2 separate regions of the Sus scrofa genome follow, and region 1 is linked to region 2. A link is a contact called in public HiChIP or PLAC-seq data. All regions are on one chromosome and are shown on one strand. Each heading gives the region's core, a stretch centred on a gene start, on an enhancer-like site or on the middle of the called end of the contact. The rest is flanking DNA. Distances are from core to core; before and after follow the strand shown.

The links. HiChIP or PLAC-seq counts read pairs in DNA pulled down with a chosen protein or histone mark.
Region 1: a contact with region 2 is called in an H3K27ac HiChIP or PLAC-seq map of alveolar macrophages. The contact joins the promoter of FERMT3 here to the promoter of RASGRP2 in region 2. A contact is called at or near these places in 1 of 5 promoter capture datasets (fetal skeletal muscle), 1 of 47 Hi-C or Micro-C datasets (embryonic fibroblasts) and 1 of 2 datasets of contacts at active chromatin or transcription factors (alveolar macrophages).

Annotation. Positions count from the first base shown.
Region 1 is chr2:7,907,977-7,912,114 of Sscrofa11.1, forward strand. It overlaps FERMT3 (fermitin family homolog 3), which reads right to left and starts at 1,916. Exons shown (of 15, transcript XM_003122594.4): 1 at 1,513-1,916; 2 at 824-996. The coding sequence starts at 983. STIP1 (stress-induced-phosphoprotein 1) reads right to left here. Exons shown (of 15, transcript XM_003353794.4): 15 at 3,467-3,959. The coding sequence ends at 3,887.
Region 2 is chr2:7,422,189-7,426,201 of Sscrofa11.1, forward strand. It overlaps RASGRP2 (RAS guanyl releasing protein 2), which reads left to right and starts at 2,617. Exons shown (of 17, transcript NM_001244158.1): 1 at 2,617-2,733; 2 at 3,381-3,483; 3 at 3,991-4,013. The coding sequence starts at 2,661.

The sequences.
Region 1 (4,138 bases), core at 666-3,165, 490 kb after region 2:
CGTTCTCTCTGCCCTACGAGGCCAGGCCTGCTGAGTCTCCATCTGACGCCCAGCCTCCTGAGGGACCCGCCAGTCTCCACTTCTGCTTTCACGGCCTCCTTGGGCCTTGCCTTCTAGAAGCTCCCCACACCACCTCAGCCTCTGGCCGGGCTGCCCGGGGCCCCGTGCTGTCCACAAGCTGACCGACCTCCCTCCTGGGCTCTGCAGGGCACATCAGCTGGTCTGAGGAATCCACCTGTCCCCACGGGCAAGGGCCCTGGGACCCAGGCTGCCTGGGCCTATCGGTGGGTCTGCCTTCCGGCTCTGGCTATCGGAGTGGGCCTGCTGCCCTCCCAGGAAGGGGCCGCCCCCGCTCCCAGCAGAGAAAGGCGATGAGAAGCCCCCATCACCAGGCCTGCTCCCTTCCAGGCTGATACCACAGGCCGCTCTGCTGTAACTTCCTGTGGGGGCAGGGCCTTCCCACCCAGGCTGGGCCTGTCACCAGCCTGCTGAGGGCTTCCGCCTGAGGAGAGGGTGTGGGAGTGAGTCCCTGTCACCAAGAGCCCCCTCTGCTCTCCCCTCAGACCCCCAGAATGACCCCCAAGGCCAGGCCTCTCCTGCCCAGAAGTGGGTGAACGGGGGACTGGGGCTGCCCCTTGGGGTCTTAGCAAAGCCAGTTGGAGGGGAGGAAGGAAAGACAGCGGGAGGGAGCGGAAGTTAAGTTGGGGAAATATCTTTTTTGGAACCAAATGATTAAGCTGCTGCCTGAGTCACTGCGACTCTGTTATCGAGAGCTGCGCAGCAGGGCCGGCCCGGAAGTGCCAGGGGACCCGTGGGCACTCACTGATCTCCTCCACAATCTTCAGGAGCACCCCACCGATGTGCGACTCCCCTGTGACCCGGAGGGTGACCGACTCGGCCTCGGGGTCCTCTTCTCCGACGAACACCCGCAGCTCCCAGGACGAGTCGATGTAGTCCCCCGTGGCTGTCTGCATGCCCGCCATGGCTGCGGTGGCTCTGCGGGAGGGTGGGCAGGACGCTGGGTGGGCAACCGGGGCCTGGCAGGTCGCCCGTGGTTCCCCGGGGCAAGCGGGAGGGAGAGAGTGAGCCCTCGGGCCAGAACGCCCCAACGGCAGCAAGACACGGGCCGAGTCGTTCCAGGCAGAGCGGAGATGGTTGAGCTGGAGGGACCCTCGGCGACCACGTCACCCAGCCCTCTCCCTTCGTACCAGACGGAAGATGAGGGCGGGTAAGAGAGGAAGGGGCTCCCTCAAGATGACTCAGCTCCATGCCCGTAGCCCGGCCCCAAGCCCACACTGGCAGCTGCCCACCCTGGAAATGGTTGTAAACCCAGGTCAGAAAATAGTCCGGATCAGGCCCAAAGCTCAGCTCCATCACCCCAAACCAGCCGGAGCCTCTCTAGGGCAGTGGGAAGTCCAGGCTGCCACATGGAGAGAGGCACGCTGGGCAGAGGGGCACCGGGAGGCCGGGGAAGACAAGGGTCTTTGGGCCTCCGGCCTCCCACCCACTTACCTTGTCTGCAAGGGGGTGGGGTTGCTGGTGGGGGGTCAGGGTGTGAGCCACTCCTGGCCTCAGCCCGCACACCTGCAGGCCACTGCTCGCTTCTTTCCCCTCCGCTTTCTCTCTGGAGCTTTCTTCAGAGGGCAGCCCTTGCGTCTTATCATGAACAGGGCGGGCTCAGCCCCTCCCCAGGGCGGGCTGGAGCTGGGTGCAGGAAGCAACTGCCAGTAGGGAGGTGGAGGTGGCGGTGGCGGTGAGGGTTCCACTGGGGCCCTGCCTTTGCTCCCAGTGAGCACAGGAAGCAAGTGGGGCTTGGGGACCCAAGACCACGCCAAGAGTCCCTTCCTTTGGAGGAAAGCTCAATTCAAATCAGAGAAGTTACCAAATCATGTTCCCCTAGAGAAAGCCATCTCTCATCTCCAACCTGTCATGAGGTGGGGGGGTCTCTGGGCTGTACGCATCACTCTGCTGCCAAGAGGGGGAGCTGTGGGTGGGATCCGGGTTGCTTGGGAACTTGGCAGGTCAAGTCAGCTCAAGCCTAGGAGGCCCTTTATCACCACAAAGCAGATCCGTGAAAGCCCCCCAACCCCGAGGGAAATACCCGCTTTGTCTTTTCTGCCCAAGCAGGGACTTCTACCTCCAAACCTGTCAGCCAGAGAGCTGCCCACGGGAGTGGCTGAACAGAAATTAGCCCTGATGTCTCCCAACCTGCCTGCCCCGCACCTTCAGGTCTTAAGGCTCCAGACTTGTTTCCGCCACTGTGGCACCACCTGCTCGTGCTTCCCTAGGCCAGGGCCCACGAGGCTCACTCCTGTTAAGTCCATACACACACGGGACTTGGAGACTCCTGGCAGCCCATCATCTTCCTGCCTATCACCCACACGGGTACCTGAGCTTTGGGAGCAAGGCCTTATATTCACCAGCAGCTCCCAAGCAGAAATTCTTTGTTTTTTGTCCTTTTAGGGCCTCAACCTCAGCACATGGAGGTTCCCAGGCTAGGGGTTGAATTGGAGCTACAACTGCCAGCCTATGCCATGGCCACAGCAATGCCAGATCCGGGACGAGTCTGCGACCTACACCACAGCTCATGGCAAGACCGGATCCTTAACCCACTGAGCAAGGCCAGGGATCAAACCCACAACCTCATGGTTCCTAGTCAGATTCGTTTTCGCTGTGCCACAATGGGAACTCCCCAAGCAGAAATCCAACTTTCTAGATGATCAGTTTGGGGATGGAACAGAGCCTGAAGAGACAGTAGCAACAAAGGTAGAGGAATCCCTGTGGAGGTGGCTTTTGAACTATGCCACCCAAATGAGTGAGGCGGCCTGCTGGGGATTCCCAAGGGGCCAGTTTATGCAAAGTCAAGGCTGCAGGAAGTGCAGCCAGCTGCTGGCCTCAGCTGCTTCCTAACCAACAAGCTGCACTCATGGAGCAAATGAGGAAGTTTTATTCCAGCCCCAGAAGAAACCCCAGGCCAAGGTTTTAGAAAGTTTGTTGCAACCATGATAAAGTGCTCAGGCTCAGTCCAGGGCAGGGAGTTAAGAAGTAAAACTTAACAAGCAGCAGCTGACAGACTTCAGCTCTCCAAAAGGGAGGTCTGAAGCATCTCTTGCAATGGAAATTGGTTTTGTTTCACGGGTGAGATCCAGCATCCTTTGGGTCTAACTGGTTTGTGGATTTGAGATTAGAATGTGGAGAACTGGAAGTTCATCTGAACCTCAGGAGCTGGGCCTCTCTGGGCTGGAGCCTCCGATTTCCCTCCAATGGTTCACTGAGCAACAGCACCACCTAGCGGCCACCTCACTAGGCTGTGGAACCAGGTCAAGCTCACACAGACCCCACCCCTTGAGGACAGACAGACAGGCTCTGGTTCTCAGGAGCCAATCTGCACTCACACTTCTGCCAACCCAGGCTGTGACCCCGCAGGACAGCAAAATCTTTTGGCATAAAAATTAGGGACACAGCCTTGTATAACCACGCCTGACTGGCTTGTTTTATTGGAGAAGAGGACGTGGAGTTAACAATGTGAGAACAGCTGGGACCTGAGGTTGGGAAGCACACCCTCCCCTCCCCATACAAGCCCACTGTCCCAAATAAAAAATAACCAACTATGGGAGAGCAGCTGAGACAGCGACTGGGGGCAGGGGAAGGAGACATGGAACTCGAGGGCAGCAGAAGAGACCATGCGTGTGCCGGGAGGGCCCAGAGGCAGCGGCTGCACGAGTAACGGAGTGTAAGTCTCTGCATCGTCCACAGGGGTCTGTATAAATATATAGCAGTTGTTCGCTTGTTTCCCCTCCTCTCCCTTCTGCTCCGTGCTGCGTGCCGCCGTCCCAGCTCCTCTTTCCACAGGAGGACGAAGGGAAGGGGGATGACGAACATGTCATCACCGAATTGCGATCAGACCCACGTCCATCAGCTTCTGGATCTTCTGCGCTATTACAGGATTCTTTAGGTGTCTGATAAAGAAGAGGCCAAGTTATTTGAAATGAGACTTTACCTAAAAAATTTACTTGCTCGCAGAGCAAGCTCCATTGCAAACCCTTGAGGCCACCAACAGGAGGTGGGGAAGGGGGAACTGTGAAGACCGCCCAGCAGAGAACCGCACAGGCCCCCTCTGCCGGCGCTGGGAACCTGG
Region 2 (4,013 bases), core at 1,367-3,866:
CCCCTTCTCCAGATGGGCCGCGTTCTCATTCCTCTAGCCCCACAAGCCCCTCTCCCCCAAATAGTCCCATCTTGGCCTAGCTCCTCCCCCAGGCTATCACAAGGACTCAGTGCCCACCCCCCCATCTCTACCAGGCCTGTGGCCCCCGCTGCCCGCAGGAAGACGCCCAGCCCCGGGCCGGGTTAGCCCCGTGGGAACGGTTTGTCTCGAAAACAGGAACCCGGGCCGGGGGCTGGGCGGGGCGCCCCTTCCCCACCGCAGTCCGCTTCCTGCCCCTCCCGGCTTCCTCTGCCCAACACTAGGCAGGGCGGGGGGCATCTGGGGGTGTCTGGGTGGGGGGAGAAGGCCCTGGGTTTAGTTCCCCCCTCCACGTCCCGCGCGGCCTGACCTCTGCGCACCCACCCTCGGCTCGGCGGGTGGCGCAGCCCCCCGCCCGCGGCCCTGGCCTCCCGGGCGGCGCGGCAGGGGAGGGGTTAAGCTGCCGCAGGGACCGCCGTGTGCGGGGCGCGAGGGAGCCCCCGATGGGGGAGGTGCAGCCGGCGGTGCGGAGCCCGGCGCTGGGGCGGGAGGGGCGGGGAGGGAGGGGAGGGGGCGGCCGCGGCGCGGGGGCGGGGCGGCGGGGAGCAGGGCTGCGGCGCGGAAAGCGGGCGGGAGTCGCAGCCGCAGCGAGGTCGGCGGGCGGGAGCGCACAGAGGTGGCGCCAGCCGGGCCGGGTGCGGGCTCCTTGCCGCGGGTCCCAAGTGTGAGTGAGCGAGCGCGGGCGGGGCGCCGGGCAGCGGAGGCCCGGCCCCTAGGGCCCCGGAAGGCCGCGCAGGCGGGCTGGGGGCGGCGGGTGGGTTGGTAGGTGGGGAGTTTGCAGCCCGAGTCGGGGGTAGGAGGGACCTGCAGAGAGAGCCGAAGCTCCCCGGACAACGGCGGGAGGGGTTGGCATCTGCAGCGTACCCAGGTCTTCCTAGCCGCGTCTCAGCGGGACCTTCCCCGGCGGACCCCCCCATTTGACAGATGAGAAAATTGAGGCTGTACAAGGCCAAGTGACTCTCAAGGTCACACAGCGAGGAAGCGGCAGAACCAGGCGGCGATGTCTCTGGGTGGCTCCTAGGAAAAGTCTACCAGAGAACTCCATAGAGGAGCCCCTGGCTTCCCACCCCAGGCCTGGGGGAGTATGTGTAGGGGCGGGGTACCTTCGGTGAGGCACGGCTCTGCCAGCGTCCAGGGGTGAGGACTGTCAGGGAGCTGGGACCGCAGGGCTGGTCCTATACTGCAGATGAAGGGGGCGGGGGCGAAATGGGCGTGTGTGTGCACCCACGGGGTGTGTTCATGTGTGGGAGAGTGTACATGCGTGTAGGTGCACGGTCTTGCGTGTGTGCACACGTGTGTGGATGTCAGTGCTGTCGTGGCTGCAGAGCTCCAGGCTGGCCTGGCTCTAGTGAACAGCAGGTCCGGAAGCCGGCCCCTTCAGCGGGTTTGCATTTTGGGGTTGAGAGCTCGGTATGTGTGCGGGGGTTCCTTCGTGCAGGTGTGCGCGGTTTGAGGGCCATTGTGTGTGTGAGAGAGGATGGGAGGAAATTGTCAGAGGCCGGGCTGTTTGTGAACCTCAGAACTCTGGCACCCCAGTGGGGGGTTCCTGGCCTTGGGTATATGGAATGGGTGTCTGCTCTTGCACGGGTGCGTCTGACTCTGCCAGTGACTGGAGTTGCCGGTGGAGTCTCTCCACCAGGCACACTTCACCCCCCACGGCACTAGCGCCCCCTTCTGGCCACCCTACTCTGCGTGCCCGAGTGTGGACGGCCTGTGTGTGCATTCAGTTCGACTGTGCAGTATGGGAGCCTGGGTCAGGAGTCGGGGCTGAGGATGAAGATGGCCTGCGGAAGGGCTGAGCCGGGATCCTTGGGGCCGTCACGGAGGAGGTGGCTTGGGAGCGCGCGGTTCCCAGGCTCAGGCTTCCCGCTGACGCCTCTGAGCCGCAGCGGGCTCCCCCCCCCACGCCCCCCCTCCCAGGAATGTTCCTTTCCACTCCAGCCCCCCTCCTAAGGGCAGGCCCCTGGGGGCTGCCACAGCCCCGCCTCCCCTTCCTGGGAGCCCGAGAGGGGGCGACGCGGGCAGGACGCCTGGGTTCCTCCCCCCTCTCATCCCAGGGAGAAATTCCTCCGAGGTCCCCTCAGGCTCTGGGTTCCCAAAATAACCCTGCGGGGGAAGGGAAGCTGTGGAGGGAGGGAAGCGGGAGGGGCGCAGAACCGGGCTGCGGGGTGCTGCAGGTGCCTCTGGGGAGAGGACTTGAGGACGAGAGGGCCTACGGGGAGAGGGGGCTGCGACACCACCCAGCCCCCAGAGTCCTGACTCGTCTCCATCCCCGGGGAGTCCCTCAGTCCTCCCGCGACTCCAAGGGTGGGCCGGAAGCTTCTCGGCCGGTTTGTTTCCCAACTGGTGGGTTGCACCATCCCGGACCAGACCGTTTAACCCCGGGAGTGGCCGCGGCGGACGACTCCGCCCCTGCCCAGCAGGGGGCGTGCACGCCCCGCCCCGTTTCTGCCCACGGGGCCGCACGCCCGGCCCGCGCCTCCTCACACTCCCGCTCTGCCTGTCTCCGGACAGGGGTCCGGTCCGAGCCCCGTGGGAGGCTCCCGGAGCGCAAGTTGGCCCAGCCTACCCCGCCGGCGGCCATGGCGGGCACCCTAGACCTGGACAAGGGCTGCACCGTGGAGGAGCTGCTCCGTGGCTGCATCGAAGCTTTCGGTGAGTGGCACCGGAGGACACACCCAGCCTGAGCCCAGCCGGGAGCCTGAACCCGGGCTCCTGCCTCCCAGGGCAGACCTCTGTCCCGGACCCACCCAGTTCCTCGTGCCAAAGCCTCTAGGGAAAGTCTCCTCTTCATCACAGGGCAGAGAGATCCACATGCTGCAGAAAGATGAAATGTGTCCCTTCCTTATTATGCCAGGGTTGAAGGGAGGGACAGGGTCCCCAGACTCTGACACACAGAGGAACAGTATCTGTGTCCCTGGGGGATCCGGAGGAACTGGCTATCTCCGGCCTGGGAGCTGTTTCCGGCTGATGGGGGGCGGTTTATCTGGTGAGGGGGTGCCCCTTTCCCCCAGCACTCAGGAAATGACCTCTGGATTCTTGACCCCGGGGAACCCAGGCTTCTTCCGCCCCAGCTGGTTCCCCTCCGGACTGCGAGCCCCACTCTGACGCTTCTCTCCTTGGATCCTGCCTTATCCCTCTCCCAACTGACCTTGTCTTTATAATCTGCCTCCTGGTTTTGGAGCTTTGGGAAGGCGGGAGATGGCCAGGGCCAGATACCCGGCAGGCTGCGGGCTAGGGTTTAGGGACCACGGCTGCTGGACCAAGGGTCACCTCGCTTCTCTTTGACCCCTCGGAGTTAGATGACTCCGGGAAGGTGCGGGACCCGCAGCTGGTGCGTATGTTCCTCATGATGCACCCCTGGTACATCCCTTCCTCTCAGCTGGCGGCGAAACTGCTCCACATATATCCTTCGCCATCCACGCCAAGGGCCCTGCGGTCCGAGTCCATAAACTAGCTCCGCCCGCCCCGCTGCCCAGTGGGGGTAGAGGATGGGCTTGGGTCCTAGATCGTGGGCCCCTCCCACGTCCTGGGATTGGCCCAGGCTCCCTCGAGGGCATAGGCTCCACCCCTTCCCGCCCCTCAGGACTAAGGCCCCGCCCCCTGCCCCCCAACCTAGGCCTCGCCCTCCCCTTCCCTACAGCCTAGGACCTGTCCCTGCTCCCAGAACCCAGGTCCCGCTCTCAGCCTCTCCCAGAGCCTAGCCCCCTTTCCACCCATGTACCCTCACAAAGCTCGCCTCTGCCTTCAGCCTGTTTCTGGAGCTTGAGCCTCACCGGGCCCCAGACCTCACCCCCAGAGTTTCTCCCAGAATCAGTCGCTGCCCTCAGCCTCCCTCCAGAACCCGGGTCCCATCCCTGGCTCCCTTGCTAGGGTAAGGCCCCATCCTTGTTTTCCTTAACTCTCCTTCACCTACCAACAATCCCGGAAGGACA